Linked DNA regions of Mus musculus: all the other regions are linked to region 1. Evidence: chromatin contacts called from public ChIA-PET, HiChIP or PLAC-seq and promoter capture Hi-C data. All regions are on one chromosome and are shown on one strand. Each heading gives the region's core, a stretch centred on a gene start, on an enhancer-like site or on the middle of the called end of the contact. The rest is flanking DNA. Distances are from core to core; before and after follow the strand shown. Region 1 holds the start of Rtp4 (receptor transporter protein 4). Region 2 holds the start of Rfc4 (replication factor C (activator 1) 4). Region 3 holds the start of BC106179 (cDNA sequence BC106179). Region 4 has its middle 28 kb from the start of Rtp2. Region 5 holds the start of Sst (somatostatin).

Region 1 (2,802 bases), core at 119-2,618:
TCAGTCCCACATCCCTGAGTCTGAAACCAAACGCTCAGAAAAAGCGTAACCTCTGCTCTAAGCATGTTTTCCTCCATGACACCCGCCTTCTCTACTCGTCCTGTCTCTGCTGTGTGGCTGTCTAGCACCACACAGCTCCACAGAAACTGAAATCCTAGGGTATTGCCCACTCTGGGGCTTTTCTTTTAAACTCTAATAAACTGCCCTCAAACTTCCATCTGAGTCCCCATTCTAAAATCCTTTTAGCGAGGAGATTAAGGACCCAAAGAAGGAACCTGCTTTCCCTGGTATCATCTGCAATTACAGTCAAGTATGCCAACATTTCTGATAACATGCAGATCTTGTCTCATCCTTTCCATGAATTATAACACTGTTAGATGGGAGGCAGAGACAGACTATGAACAGTGGCATCCCCAAATTGTAGATAAATCCATTTTTCCATTTTAAGAGTTTTATTATGTTTTCTCTTGATAAGAGGGCTGAGCAGCTGGATACAATGCCACGTCTTTTTTTGGCTGGGGATCCAGCAACAGAGAGCAGGAGGGAAGACTTTGTAGGAACTTGGAGTCATTCTTCAAGGACTCCTGAAATGCTTTTGTAAGGAGACCTGGCAGGGCAAGCAGTTTTTAAGTTAAACAAGATGGAGCACGCCTTTACTCTCAGTCCTCAGGAGGCAGAGGCTGGTGGATCTCTGAGTTCGACAGCCTGGTCCACAGAGTGAGTTTCAGGACAGGCAGGGCCACACAGAGAAACCTGTCTCAGAAAAAGAAAGAGAGAGAGAGAGAGAGAGGGGGGGGGGAAGGGGGAAGGAAAGAAAGAGAGAGAGAGAGATAGAGAGAAAGAAAGAAAGAAAGAAAGAAAGAAAGAAAGAAAGAAAGAAAGAAAGAAAGAAAGAAAGAAAGAAAGAAAGAAAGAAAGAAAGAAAGAAAGAAAGAAAGAAAGAAAGAAAGAAAACCAGCATGGGGACATGGAGTACAAGCGACCCTAACCATCTTAGCCTAGTGATCACAAAAGACTGGGAAAATCTAGTTAGCCACACCTGTTCTTTCTAACAAGTATTAGAGGCTGCATCAGCACAGTTAAGCCTCTGCACGTAGTGGGGTCTTTAAGGGGACCAGCTGCCCAGACTCCACTCACCTGCCAAGCACTGTCTGCTGGTGCTGCCTCCATCCCAGGGCTGCACCATCTGGTACAATGTTCTTATCCAAATGCAGGCTCCACTTGGCCCCGGGCTTCTCCTCCTGCATCAGTTCTTGAAATGTCTGCTCCCAAGTACTGAAGTCATCGGGGAACAGCATTCTCAGAGGTGTGGAAGCTGAGGCCCCGGGTTACTCAGCAGCTCACTGTCTTCCTCAAATCTGGGAGAGAGGAAACAAAGAACAGTTTCAGTTTCCCGGTTCTTTCAGTTTCCATTTCCCGGTCTGTCTTTAAGTTTCGGTTTCCAAGGTGCACAGAAACCTTAGGGCAGCAAATCGCCGCTGCCACTGTGTTAAAGGGCCGTGCTGAAACTGCGGAGTTCTGGTTTGCATTCTAGCGGCTCCTGTGTGGGAAGCTTTTCATTTTGTTTTCTTATAATTTTTACTGTAAACAACGCACCAGTGTGGGGATTGAAATAAAGGAGTGCTTAGTGACTGAGAAAAGGCGCCTGCCCCAGTAGATGCTGGTGGCCCGGAGATCTCAGAACTGTAAGAGGTTGTGTTCCTAATCACCTAGTGACCCTGAAAAAAATCCGCACTGCAAATGTTCCTGGTGTTAAAACAGCACAACAAAATAAATATGAGTATTTTCTTTGAGACACTGAAAAACTTGTATTTTTTTTGTGTTTGCAGCAAATAATTCAACTCCTTTCATCTCCTGCACCTTGGATGCAAATATATTAACATCTTCCCACCTAGTAAAACCTTTTATGCAAAGGCCCTGCTACATTCTGGGACCCTTAAGAGAGTTAAGTGGCTGACCCCATTCTGACTTCCTTTCTTCCTTCCCAAAGGTTCTTTTCACACCAGCTATTCCTTTTTTTTTAATTAATTAATTTATTTATTTTATTACATCCCAAATTCTGCCCCCCTCCCGGTCTTCCTCCCGTCCCAGAGTTCCTCCCACATTCTCCCTCCCCTTCTGAGAAGGAACCTCTGTTTCCCCCACCCACCTTGGTGCATCAAGTCTCTGCAGGATTAGATATATCCTCTCCCACTGAAATCAGACATGGTAGCCCTCTCCTACATATGTGGGGGGGGGGCGCTCCGACCAGCCTCTTTGGTTTACACTAGCTAATCTTTAAACTGTGATGTCAGACCCCAACCAATAGGAAGAAAGACACCATCTCCAACCACATGGAGGCTTCCTGTCCTGGTGTGTTCCCACTCCTGAGAAAACCCTCTTGACCAGGAGTAAGTTTGCCTTGTTCAGACACTAAAATGTGAGTCCTAGTCTCTTTTCTTGTCACACTGAAATTCTTTCTAACTCTGGTATCTTACAAGTGAGCCCACACATCAAGAGCTGGCAAACCTTGTAGCAAAGTTACAGGCAAGTAAGCAGAGGTCAAATTCGAACCTGGGTCTCTATGATTTCAACACCTGCTGTGTCTGCATCCACCTCACTGCCTGGAGAGAAGCCAAGGACACTTGTTATGGGGTGGCACAGGGTGCCAGAGCTAGGGAGACAGTAGTAAAACCTCGACCTGGCAGCCTGCGCTAGGAATTCCCCTACTGCCTGGGGAACTGTCTAAGAGACCAGGCTAAACAGAGGATTATTCCTGTGAGAGACATTTCAGAGAGACAGGCACAGTGACCCCATTGTCAC
Region 2 (2,802 bases), core at 214-2,713, 480 kb after region 1:
CTTGTTATAGCATTAACCCTGGAATTACTGAGGACAACACCGGGGATTGATTACATTGAGGTTTTCCATCTGAGGTTTGGAGGAAGCAGAAACATTATGTCCACTAACCACAGACCTTATAAATACATAGTCCCAGACACCAGAGATTCTGACCTTGTAGGTCTGTTTTGGGACTGAAAGTGTACTTCTGCCAAACCCTGCACAGGCTTCTGATGAAATGCAGCCTTTTAGAATTTTGGTTCTAGAAAATGAGCACAATTAGACAAATTCTACTTCTGGTGGAAACAATGACATTTCATCCACTGTAGGGCAAAGGTTAGTTGAACCCCCTGAGGGCTCAGGGGTTCTATCCAGGAAGGGTGACTATCTTTCACTCCTGTGGCTGGCAAGTTCAGCTCCCAGCAATGCAGTTACTGGAGCAGTCGTCGCTGTTGGACTCGTGTGACAACCACCTCTGCTACCAAAGCTACACTAGGAACTTATTATGCTAACATGAGGACATCTAAGGGCAGAGGCTGGCTAAGAACTGAAAGATTCATTTGGACTAGTAAATCCTTCACAGGACAAGCTGTCTGCTGACAGTTGGTATATACTACAAAGCTTTCAAATTCTTTCTTTTTCGCTTGGTCCACCCCCCCCCCCCCCCAAGATGCTGGAACGCAAACTCCAGTCCTCTGGGAAAGCAGCAAGTCCTTTTAACTGATGAGTTTATCTCCTGCCCGATCACGAGGTTTTTGAGTGGGTCTCGGGAATTACAAAATGCCCATAGAAGATGGTCCTCCCTCCCTACAATAAGCTGATTTTACTGACTGTAAGACATCTGTCCCGGGCTGTGTGTGTTTAAGTATTCCGCTTGCGTGCAAGTACGTGCAGCACACGTATTCAGGGTCTGCAGCCCTGAAGGGAACGTTGGACCCCTGAACTGGAGTTCCAGTTGTGAGCCACCAGATGGCTATCAAAACCCCAAGTATCAAACCGAAGTCCTCCACAAAAGCAGTGAATGCTCTTAAACCGCTGAGCCTTCTCTCTAGCTTCACTTCTAAAAAGCAGTTTGCTCTGTGTCCTTGAATATCGGGGGCAGGGCAGTAGTTCGCACAGTGTCCCCTTCCGGCGAAGGGTCAAGTGAGCACGTCTTGGCCCTGACCTCCGGGCTGACGGACGATGGCAGCAAACCCAAGAAGCCACTGGCTTAATGAAAGCCTCTCCCAGCGTGGGCCCGCCCTAGGCCCGGTCCTTCGAGCAAAGCTTTCTCCTTAGGTCGGCTCCTCCCCGACCGCGCTCTGCAGTGTCTGCTGGGCCGAGGTCTGGCCGCGGAGTCTACACAGGATCACCTCCGCGGAACGCCCCAGATGCACCCAGAAGCCGAGCTTAGCCACCGCTAGCCAAAAAGGGAGCGCGTCACTGGCACCCGCGCGCCGGAAGTGACGTTATTGCGTGGCGCGCTCCCGCCATGCCTTTCGCCGCCGTTCTGTGGCGGGAACCGCGGTGCCAGGGGGACGGTGACGACTGTAAGTGATGGGTCTGAGTGTTCTCAGCCTTTTACAGGCTGGCGGGGACCGGGATGTGACCTCCGCCTTCCCTCTAGGCACAAAGTTAGGGGTCCTTTCAAGGGGAGCTGCCCCATAATGGTTTCTTTTTGTCTTATACCCAGGAGAAGAAGCCATGCAGGCATTTCTGAAAGGCACATCTGTCAGTGCCAAAGCACAACTGACCAAGGACCGGGGGACACCTGCCACTGCAGGAAGCAGTGGAGAAACCAAGAAAGTCAAACCAGTTCCTTGGGTGGAAAAATAGTAAGAACTGCTTGTACTTTTGTTGAAATAACTAATAAGTGCTAGTGGGGTTTTTTTTTTAATGTAAGGGGGACTTTGCTATATTTAGATCACACCTTTGAGGGGTAGGGGGACGCGGTATCACCCAATAATAAGTCTTAGTCCTTGGAGTGATACAGTAGTTGAATTTAATTCTTTAGTTATATAGATGACCTAAGATGTTTATAAAGTGTACAGTTTTAGAGCCCTACAGAAACGAAGAAAGCAATGTTTCTGTGAGCTGGCTATAAACACTTCCACTGAAATCTGACTTTTATCCTTGTATGTATATGGTGAAATTTGTTGGGATCTTGTTGTTGATGTTAAGTACCACTACATTGTCATTTGCTAGATGATACTAGAACCGTCAGCTACGTGGAACCTCTTTGATCACTAAGGATCTTCAGGTTATTTACAAGTCAAACAAGGTCCTCGTGTGTGTTATTTTGCTGTTTCAATATTATTGAGAAGTTCAAATATGAGTACTTCATCTATATCACCCCTCTTCCTGCCCCCAACTCATCCCATAGCCGTCCCCGCAGCAAAGCAAGTGGTGGTCCCATTCAGATCATCGGGCTTTGAAAGCTCGCACTTACCTGTTGGGAATCTCGCTAACCTTAATCTAGGCAAGCACTCTACCACTGTTCTATACTCCGGCCCATAGATCTATAGTTTTCACATGTTTAAAATTTATCGTTGAGGAAGGAGGATGCATGCCATCACAAGCATGCTTCGACTCCCAGGTGGAGTAAGTTCTTAGCTGCCCTGTGTATTCCGTGTGTCAAACTTGGATCATCAGACTTGGCAGTAAGTGCCTTTGCCTGCTGAGCCATCTTACCACTCCAAAACTACCTACCTACCTACCTATCTATCTATCTATGTGTGTATATGTATGCATGTGTGTGTATGTATGTGTGTGTATATATATATATGTATATGTATATATATATATATATATATATATATATATATAATTTTTTTTTTAACAAGG
Region 3 (2,802 bases), core at 175-2,674, 380 kb after region 1:
TTCGTTCTGTACTGAGGGGCTCAGAAGCAGCTGACTACAAGAGACACTCTCCTCCCAGCGGGGCTGATGTCAACAGCCCCAGCTTCTGCCCGAACAAAGGCTTCTTAGCGCCCGCAAAACATCTAAGCCTCTCCAGTTGGCCCTAGTTCAATTTGAGAACAAGAGGGCAGCCAGGAGAGCAGAGCAAAGTTATGAAGCGGGACAGGCTGAGAAGTGGGGGAAATGCTAAGTCCCTCTTCTCCACTAAAACAGAGAACTCTAGAAAGGTATAATGGAAGGGCGCAGTTTCCAATTTGAATTATTTTCTTTGTTTCACTCCGCCCTGCCTGAGGCTACTGCCTTTTAAGCCGACCGCAGAATCCTCTGGATGAAGGCCGAGCAGTTGGAAGACCCAAGGGGCTGAACTCTCAGACCTCAGCTTCCTGCCTGTAAAATTAAAAAGGTTCCCTAGCTGTCGCCTGGATTTTTTCAATAACAAAGGTACACGGTTGAAGGCTGTCCAGTTGTCTTCAGAGACAGGTTAGTCTCCACAGGGACTACTCGAGGTGCAGCATCAGATTGGTAAAATGCTGTCACTCCTGCACAGGTCGCCTAGGATCCGTTCACCGCCCCCTTCCTGTCCTCAACTTTTCCTCAGAGCTGACAAGCCCAGACCTCAATACGCTAAAAATCCGGCTGCGTGAGCAGAGTGAAAGTTAAGGGGAAAGCACAGCAAACAGTGGACCTACCTCTGCGAGCCTCCGATACGTCCCCGTCTAGACGAGGGGCCCCCGTTGGCCTTGTGTGGCCAGGGCCAGTGACACCTGAAATGTCTAGCCACAGGGAGCTCCCAGGCGAAGAGCAAGCAAAACCCAAGACCTCACTGGTGGATTTTGTTAAAATGAACTATTCTTTCAGCAAGCTAGGGAGGCGCTCGAGATTCCCCAACAGGGGCAGTCGCCAGTGCACGGGGACAATGGTGTGTCGGGCAGGGTCTATTTTAGAAGGGTACCCTACAGATCCTTAGTTCAGCCCACGACTCTTAAGAAAATCTCGAAGAAGAGATGAGGGCTTGTAGGTTTCACCTCCAAACCCGTGCCAATGGGTGAAGCATACGTGTGGGTGGGGTGGGGGCTTTTTGTCGGCTCTTTCTTGTTTGTATTTTCTTTTTCCTTTAAAAATCAACAGGTTTAGTCCGTCCCTTCACAGAGCACCGCTGCGAAAGGTCCCCACCTCTCCAGCAGTAGTAGGTGGCCTCCAAGCGCCGCACCCGTTGGTTTGGCTGGAACAATAACCTGACCAAAAGAGGTTCAGCCGGGGCACACGTGCGTTTGTTGTGGTGCCTGCGCTCCCCCTCTCCTTCCACCGGGCTTGTTTTCCTGCTCTGTTACCAAAGTGGGCAAGATCTAAAGAGACCCTCACTCCGCGAGTCAACGCCTTACACAATACAGACGCTGCAGTGTAGGTTCCTGCGTCCCCGCACACGTGGGTTTGTTATGGGTGCGCAGGCTGGCGTGCCGGGGGGTGGGGGTGGGGGTGGGGGATTAGGGAGGGGAGGCCAAGGCGGTCCCTCCCCTGGACCCGCGACAGACATCCCCAGCCCGGGGCGGCGGCTCCTACTCCCGCAGCTAGGGCTGCCTCTCAGCGCACCCCTGCACTCCTTCTTCAGACCCGTGCCGCCCGCCTCGCCCCTACTCACTTGCAGCTCTCTCAATCGGGAAGGCGGCTGCGGTCGCTGAGCCCACCGAGCGCTCGCACGGCGCGCAGTCCGATTCCCTTTGTTAGGGTCGGGCAGTGCCAGGGCGGCTCCCCAACCCAGGCTGGCGCTCAACTCCACTCCCCCAGGTGCCTCTGGATCTTGCCGGGCCGAGGGAGAAGAGCCCGGGACTCAAGCTCCGAGTGAGTCCCCTTGAGAACGGATCTTCTGGGAAGCAGAGAGGGAGCACAGATGAGGGTACAGAGGACCGGGAAGGAGGGAAGAAAAGCACGGCAGACCGGCGGGAGGACGCTTGGTCTCCGTTATGCAAATAGAGTCGTTAAAACTAGAAAAGTGCTCTATCACACCGGTCCCAAACCATCCTGGCCCTCTGGAGGTCGCTAGCGAGCAGGCTCAAGGTTAAAGGTGCCTGCTTAGGGCTCCCCGTAATGCAGGGAATCTTGCAGTCTGTCCACAAAGAGCAAGCCTTTGGGGCGGAGCAATGCGGCAGGCAAGGAAGCCCAAATGCTGCCTCCACCCCCACCCCCTGCGTGTCCCGATGGATTGGATTCAGTGTTATCTGGCGAAAACGTTCTTACCAGAGTGCTTGTCCTGGCTCTGCACAGGGTGATCCTGATCAAACAAGTCATTTAACCCCTGTGAAAACTCAAATTTTTATGTAGGACACATACATCTTAGACTGTAGTATTTAGAGTTTAACAAAAATCCCCCAACATTAAGTGTATCCTGTACACAGCCTTGTCAAACTTTTTTTTTTTTTTTTTTAGATGTTCTGGAGTCCTGCGACCTGGAACTCTCACAGTAGGTACGCAGGCAGGCAGGACCCGGTTACAAAGGTAAAGACAGCCGGGCACCTTCCTTCCACTGGGCTTAGGATACGGCTGCTGGAGAAGTCAGGAGGAAACATCTTGTTGAAGAAGCAGTCTGGCAGTCTGACCATCTCTGATTACCCACAGACCACTTCCGAAAGACTGAAAACTTTCCTCTGTAAGAGAACTGGAAGCCACCATCTGGCCGCTCCTTCGGTCCTTTCTATCCTAGAGAAGAGATTTGACTACTCTGAGGCAGTAATCACATCCCAAATATCCACCTCTGAGCTGGGAGAG
Region 4 (2,802 bases), core at 133-2,632, 350 kb before region 1:
TCACATCAAGTGTCACTGCAAGAACTTTGATCAGAGAGATCACTTAATTCCAGAGTATGAACCAGGCCCTCAGAACATTTTCAGTTAAGTTTGAAAACTATAACATGAACAATGTAGAAAAAAATACCAAAAGGCATTAAAATGATTGCCAATAAATGATGATCGTAGGAATCCTGGGGCCTTGAGAAGGACATAGGTGGAATGACACATCACTCTCTCAGGACACTCACTATGTGGTGGCCAGCTTTGCTGAGCAGTTAAGCCAGAGATCAGTATCCTGAAGGTTTCAAGAGCCCCGGGCTTCTCCATGGAATGGCCTCATCTGTTTGGAAAGAGCTATCTTGCTCAATGTCACCATCTCTGAAGTTTGTCCAGGCTGCTGTATCAAAGTAAGACAATCTGAAGGGCTTCGTGCAAGTCCTGGAGGCTGGCTTTCTGAGACCAGATGCCAGCAGGGTGGATTCTCCTGAGTTGTGTGAGAGTCTGTTCCAAGCTTCACTTATAGCCTCTGATGGCTGTCTGACCATCTTTGATTCTCTTCTGGCTTATGAAAACATCGTCTTTGTCTCTCTCTTTTTCTCATGTGTACATGTGCACGTGCACACTCTCGTGTACATGTGTAACCAACCTCTTTATACCACACTAACCAAAAAGCTTCCGCAAAGGGTTAGTGCCTGGATTATATATGAGGTTCAAGCTGCTCAGTAGTGAGAAACAATTAGAGTCAAAATCGATGCAGGAGCTGGTGAGACAGCTCAGTGAGTGAAGGCATTTGCCACACGAGCCTGGCGACCTGAGTTTCATCCCAGGAATTAATTTAAAGATGAAGGGAGAGAACCCAGTCCACAGAGCTGTGCTCTGATCGTTACAGGCACACTGTGGCCTATGTGCCTGCAAACACAGATATGCTGCTGCTGCTGCTGCTGCTGCTGCTGCTACTGCATGGATGATGGTGACAGTGGTGGTGGTGGTGATGGTGATATAAAAATGGTATAAATGGGCTGGAGAGAGATGGCTCAGCAGTTAAGAGCACTGACTGCTCTTCCAGAGGTCCTGAGTTCAATTTCCAGCAACCACATGATGGCACAGAGCTATCTGTAATGGGATCTGTTGCCCTCTTCTGGTTTGTCTGAAGATAGCTACAGAGTACTTATATAAATAAAACAAATGAATATATTTCTAAAAATTTTATAAACATGAATGGACATTTATCCAGACATTTAAATGGTCAAGGGAAATATGAAAGAAGCTCTCAGTTCTGTCACTCATCAGGGAAATGCAATTAGCATCACAGTGAGCTTTTACTTTACTAGAACAGTTGTTACCAAAGGGGCAAGTACTAGGAGAAAGGGGAACTCTACACACTATTCTTGGTAATGTAAATTAGTAATGCCATTATGGAAAGCAGTACGAAAGTTCCTCAAAAATTAGAAACACAAGTTAGCGGATGATCTGACATTCTGATGGCTAGAGATACTCATCCAGAGGGAACACAATGGTAGCCTAGCACCCCGTACCCAGTGCAGCACAAATCACAGAAAGGAAGAAGTAGAAACGACCTAGTATCTACCAACGCATGAATGGATAACGAAAACGTGGTATACAAAGGAGGGGCCTACTGTGTGCAGTTGAATGGCTTCTACAGAACCCGGAGCTCACGCTGTTAGGCAAGCGGGCCCAACAGGCACAATGTGACAAGATCTAGTCTCACAGACCCCGAGCATGTTTATGGGGGACTTTTGGTTAATTGAGGTGGGAGATCTGCCCTAAATGTGTTGGAACCATTTCATGAGACTGCTTTTCAAAAAAAGAGAATGATGTGTGGTGTTCTAGTGCCCACAACAATAACTATTATTAACAATATTGTATCAACTATTTCAAAAATTAGGTAAAAGAAAGTATGTTGCATAATTTTACTGTAAAGACATGATACACAAGATAGGGGACTTGTAGATTTGATTATTAAAAGCCTTTAATGGCAAAAGCACTCATATATCCAACAAATGTGCAGAACTATTATATAGAAGAAAAATTTAAGGCTAAGGGAAAACCATAATGAAAATCCAAGGGCACAACAGTCACGTTGGGTAATGCCTGTGGGTCTCAATGATCTTGTACTAATCAATATTTACTTCGATGTGACAGTGTTTAGACTCACCTAAGAGACAAACCTCTGGGCATGTTTGCGAGGAAATTTCTAGATTTGTTTAACAGAGGTGGGAATACCTACCCTAAATGTAATGACACCATTCCATGAACTGTGGTCTGATGCTGAAGGCCTGGGTTCAGTCCCTAGGAGCATCTCTCTCTCTCTCTCTCACACACACACACACAAGGAGAAAGTCAACTGGGCAACCAGCTCTCATATATCTTTATATCCTAGCGGGATACAATATGGTTCGATACCTTATTCTCCAGCCACCATGCCTTCACCACCTTGACAGTTTATACTCCCTTGAACTGTGACCTGAAATAAACTTACCTCTCTTTATCTTTCCTTTTGTTGAAGATTGGGTCACAGCAAGGAGAAAAGTAGCTACTACAGAATAGTGGTGTCAAGAAGTGGTCCTTGCTGTGACCGTGCTCAGCTCCTTTCTGTGCAGATGATGTTATCGCAAGCTTTCAATCCTGAACATAGAGAGAGCTTCAGGACATTTTGGTGTGGTCTGGTACAACTTTGTGACATCCTCATTTCTCCATCTCGGAACGGGAATGCTTACTCTGTGCATTCGTTATCTATCAGAACTATGCAAATAGGATTTCTCTAAAGTAGAACTTACAGCTAAGAGATTGCCTTAAATC
Region 5 (2,802 bases), core at 197-2,696, 280 kb before region 1:
ACTGACTTTTCCAACACAGGAGCCAGTTTCAGTTTAATGCGTTGTTCTGTGCTCCCCCTGCCTGGAAGCTTTGGCACTTCTTACCCTCTCTGCCTTGGCTTACAGATACAAAAGGAAATGTTATCTCAAGCTGTTTCAAGATACTGACTAACCCCTCTTACCTGTCCACTTCGTTTTTTAGGTGCAAGTGTTGAGAATGGTGTCAGAATGCACCTAATTCATAGTGCGTGGTAGACATCAGCATTGTGCAAACCCTCTGCGTCACCTGACTTCTGAAGCTGTGCATTTAAAAAAACCTCTACTGTTGGCTTCTCTGACTACCCTAAGATGTTAGTCCTTGAATTGCCTGTGGAGATTACCTGTTCTATGCCAGGAATGGAGCTGGCATTTCCTTAATGAGCAGTTACTTTGAAAGCGGCAGCCTTAGCTGGCAACCAGATGCAAACACTCAATTTGATGAACTAATAGACTTCCTTAAACTCCCTCTGCAGTAGAAGAGAGGCCTAGACAGTCTGTTGATTCGTTACTCACATAGATATACAATGGCTACACACTGCCTTAATGTGTGCCCATCCTGGAGATTCCTAACCTAGCCGCTCAGGAATCTGTCAGAACACACACAGCAGTGCACAAGAACCCTGGCCTTAGAGTCTAGATGCCTCTGCTCTTCCAACTGTACAGAGAAATGATCTGCCAGTCCCTTAAGCTTTCTTGGTTCAAGTTCTGAGGCTTGTTAGATGATTTCTGAGACTGATTCCCAGGGCTGTTTCCAGGTGCCAAATGTAGGCTTTCTTTCTCCCCCTCCCTCCTGTGTGTGTGTGTGTGTGTCTGTCTGTCTGTCTATCTGTCTCTCCAGTGGTTTTCTTTTGTTAAAATATAAAGATAGGCCGCTTGGACAAAGTGAGGTTCCTTTACAGCTCAATTTCATCCCTTTTTTCCTACAAGGCTTTAAGAGATGGAGGGAGAGAATATAGTTCAGTCCTCTTAATTGCAAATTCATTCTGAGATTGTTTCCTAGACAGATCGCTCTAAGTCTCACTCGCCATACAAAAAGTTAAAGGTGAATGCAAGTCCAGTAATCTGGGTACATTGACAGGTACCCAACTGAGTGTGATGATGTATTGCTAACCAAGGACTGAGTGATCTCTGTGTAATTAAGTGTGCTCCTATGTGGCTGAAATATGGGAGCGGCATGTCAGCACTGAGTGAAGGTAAGATTGTTTGGTCTCTGTGGCATGGAGAATTTCATGTGCCTGCGTGGGTGCAGGCTTTCTTTTTCTTTTTTTTAAAAAAATAAACCACTTTAGATCGTGTCGCCTCCCCTCACTTCTGTGATTGATTTTGCGAGGCTAATGGTGCGTAAAAGCACTGGTGAGATCTGGGGGCGCCTCCTTGGCTGACGTCAGAGAGAGAGTTTAAAAAGGGGAGACCGTGGAGAGCTCCATAGCGGCTGAAGGAGACGCTACCGAAGCCGTCGCTGCTGCCTGAGGACCTGCGACTAGACTGACCCACCGCGCTCCAGCTTGGCTGCCTGAGGCAAGGAAGATGCTGTCCTGCCGTCTCCAGTGCGCCCTGGCTGCGCTCTGCATCGTCCTGGCTTTGGGCGGTGTCACCGGCGCGCCCTCGGACCCCAGACTCCGTCAGTTTCTGCAGAAGTCTCTGGCGGCTGCCACCGGGAAACAGGTAAGGACTGTCCCCCTTACGAATCCCCCAGCCTTCCTGCTGCAGCCCCTGCGACAGGTGTTTAGCGGGCGCTTCTCAGAGTCGCTCAGCCCCTAAGCTCCCAGGGAAACTTTTGAAGTTAGGGTCCCCTCTTACTCTTTTCAGAATTGATCAGCGCAGGTGGTCACCTTGCAGGTAAGTTCCTCCCTGGCTTTCAAGAAAATTCAGAAAGCAGGTAGGAGAGACTGGGCTCTATCCCTGGTGCTGGCAAGAGGGTTGCTGACCCCGGTGCTGAAACGCAATGTTTGTTCACAAAACGATTCTGGGGCAAGAGGCTCTTCAGTTTATGGGAAGGTTTGCTTTTACCTTTCAAAAAATCTGGCAAGAACTCAGCTCCACTTCATATCTCATCACAGGAAAATGGAGCTGCGCAAACTATTGGCATTCTATGTAGTTATAAACGACTTCTTAATCATCTGTGATTTCTCTGTGTTTTAAGGCAGAGCACTTTCTGAAAGACTTGCGTTTGGGGAAGCTTTTTTTCTCCTGCATAATCTAATGAATACATACAGCAATCACCCATATGATTGTGAAAACTGGGTTTTGAGTGATTAAATCTTACTTTCAAACCACATTTTCCCCCCTCTCCCATTCCTCCCTTTTGTTCTTCTCACTGCCCTATCCAGGAACTGGCCAAGTACTTCTTGGCAGAGCTGCTGTCCGAGCCCAACCAGACAGAGAATGATGCCCTGGAGCCCGAGGATTTGCCCCAGGCAGCTGAGCAGGACGAGATGAGGCTGGAGCTGCAGAGGTCTGCCAACTCGAACCCAGCAATGGCACCCCGGGAACGCAAAGCTGGCTGCAAGAACTTCTTCTGGAAGACATTCACATCCTGTTAGCTTTAATATTGTTGTCCTAGCCAGACCTCTGATCCCTCTCCCCCAAACCCCATATCTCTTCCTTAACTCCTGGCCCCCGATGCTCAACTTGACCCTGCATTAGAAATTGAAGACTGTAAATACAAAATAAAATTATGGTGAGATTATGAAGAGCAAGCGTTTGACTTCTTATTGAGTAAATTGTTTTGTTCAGAAATACATGATGAGCATGGGTTGTGGTTTCCGTAAACATATTTTAGGT

Evidence for each region. ChIA-PET counts read pairs in DNA pulled down with a chosen protein or histone mark. HiChIP or PLAC-seq counts read pairs in DNA pulled down with a chosen protein or histone mark. Capture Hi-C pulls out chosen DNA fragments and counts their contacts.
Region 2: a promoter capture Hi-C map of adipose tissue shows a contact between it and region 1. The contact joins the promoter of Rfc4 here to the promoter of Rtp4 in region 1. A contact is called at or near these places in 1 of 39 promoter capture datasets (the 3T3-L1 cell line), 1 of 484 Hi-C or Micro-C datasets (pro-B cells) and 2 of 9 other capture datasets (adipose tissue and pancreatic islet).
Region 3: a contact with region 1 is called in an RNA polymerase II ChIA-PET map of memory CD8 T cells, with 26 read pairs. The contact joins the promoter of BC106179 here to the promoter of Rtp4 in region 1. A contact is called at or near these places in 1 of 115 datasets of contacts at active chromatin or transcription factors (memory CD8 T cells) and 1 of 9 other capture datasets (liver).
Region 4: a contact with region 1 is called in an H3K4me3 HiChIP or PLAC-seq map of bone marrow-derived macrophages, with 3 times the contacts expected there. The contact joins the enhancer-like site here to the promoter of Rtp4 in region 1. A contact is called at or near these places in 2 of 39 promoter capture datasets (both in liver), 1 of 484 Hi-C or Micro-C datasets (nephron progenitors), 1 of 115 datasets of contacts at active chromatin or transcription factors (bone marrow-derived macrophages) and 2 of 9 other capture datasets (adipose tissue and macrophages).
Region 5: a contact with region 1 is called in a promoter capture Hi-C map of pancreatic islet, with 4 times the contacts expected there. The contact joins the promoter of Sst here to the promoter of Rtp4 in region 1. A contact is called at or near these places in 21 of 39 promoter capture datasets (the 3T3-L1 cell line, 3T3-L1-derived adipocytes, the C10 cell line and 13 more), 1 of 15 datasets of contacts at CTCF or cohesin (CD8 T cells), 8 of 484 Hi-C or Micro-C datasets (the C10 cell line, the N1E-115 cell line, bone marrow-derived macrophages and 3 more), 16 of 115 datasets of contacts at active chromatin or transcription factors (the SCID.adh cell line, SST interneurons, astrocytes and 12 more) and 4 of 9 other capture datasets (adipose tissue, liver, macrophages and 1 more).

Annotation. Positions count from the first base shown.
Region 1 is chr16:23,608,485-23,611,286 of GRCm38.p6, reverse strand. Rtp4 (receptor transporter protein 4) reads right to left here and starts at 1,368. Exons shown (of 2, transcript NM_023386.5): 1 at 1,138-1,368. The coding sequence starts at 1,298.
Region 2 is chr16:23,126,391-23,129,192 of GRCm38.p6, reverse strand. It overlaps Rfc4 (replication factor C (activator 1) 4), which reads left to right and starts at 1,463. Exons shown (of 11, transcript NM_145480.1): 1 at 1,463-1,508; 2 at 1,652-1,793. The coding sequence starts at 1,663.
Region 3 is chr16:23,224,106-23,226,907 of GRCm38.p6, reverse strand. BC106179 (cDNA sequence BC106179) reads left to right here and starts at 1,424. Exons shown (of 3, transcript NR_152126.1): 1 at 1,424-1,440; 2 at 2,464-2,802. St6gal1 (beta galactoside alpha 2,6 sialyltransferase 1) reads right to left here and starts at 2,168. Exons shown (of 8, transcript NM_145933.4): 1 at 1,679-2,168.
Region 4 is chr16:23,957,446-23,960,247 of GRCm38.p6, reverse strand. No RefSeq gene overlaps it. Among named protein-coding and RNA genes, the nearest start is that of Rtp2, 28 kb to the right of the region's middle. Within about 2 kb of position 1,382, at least 3 of the 459 cell types and tissues checked have an H3K27ac peak or open chromatin away from gene starts, as enhancers often do. A contact at or near this core is called in bone marrow-derived macrophages, where this site is marked.
Region 5 is chr16:23,889,488-23,892,289 of GRCm38.p6, reverse strand. Sst (somatostatin) reads left to right here and starts at 1,446. Exons shown (of 2, transcript NM_009215.1): 1 at 1,446-1,683; 2 at 2,349-2,709. The coding sequence starts at 1,546. The coding sequence ends at 2,561.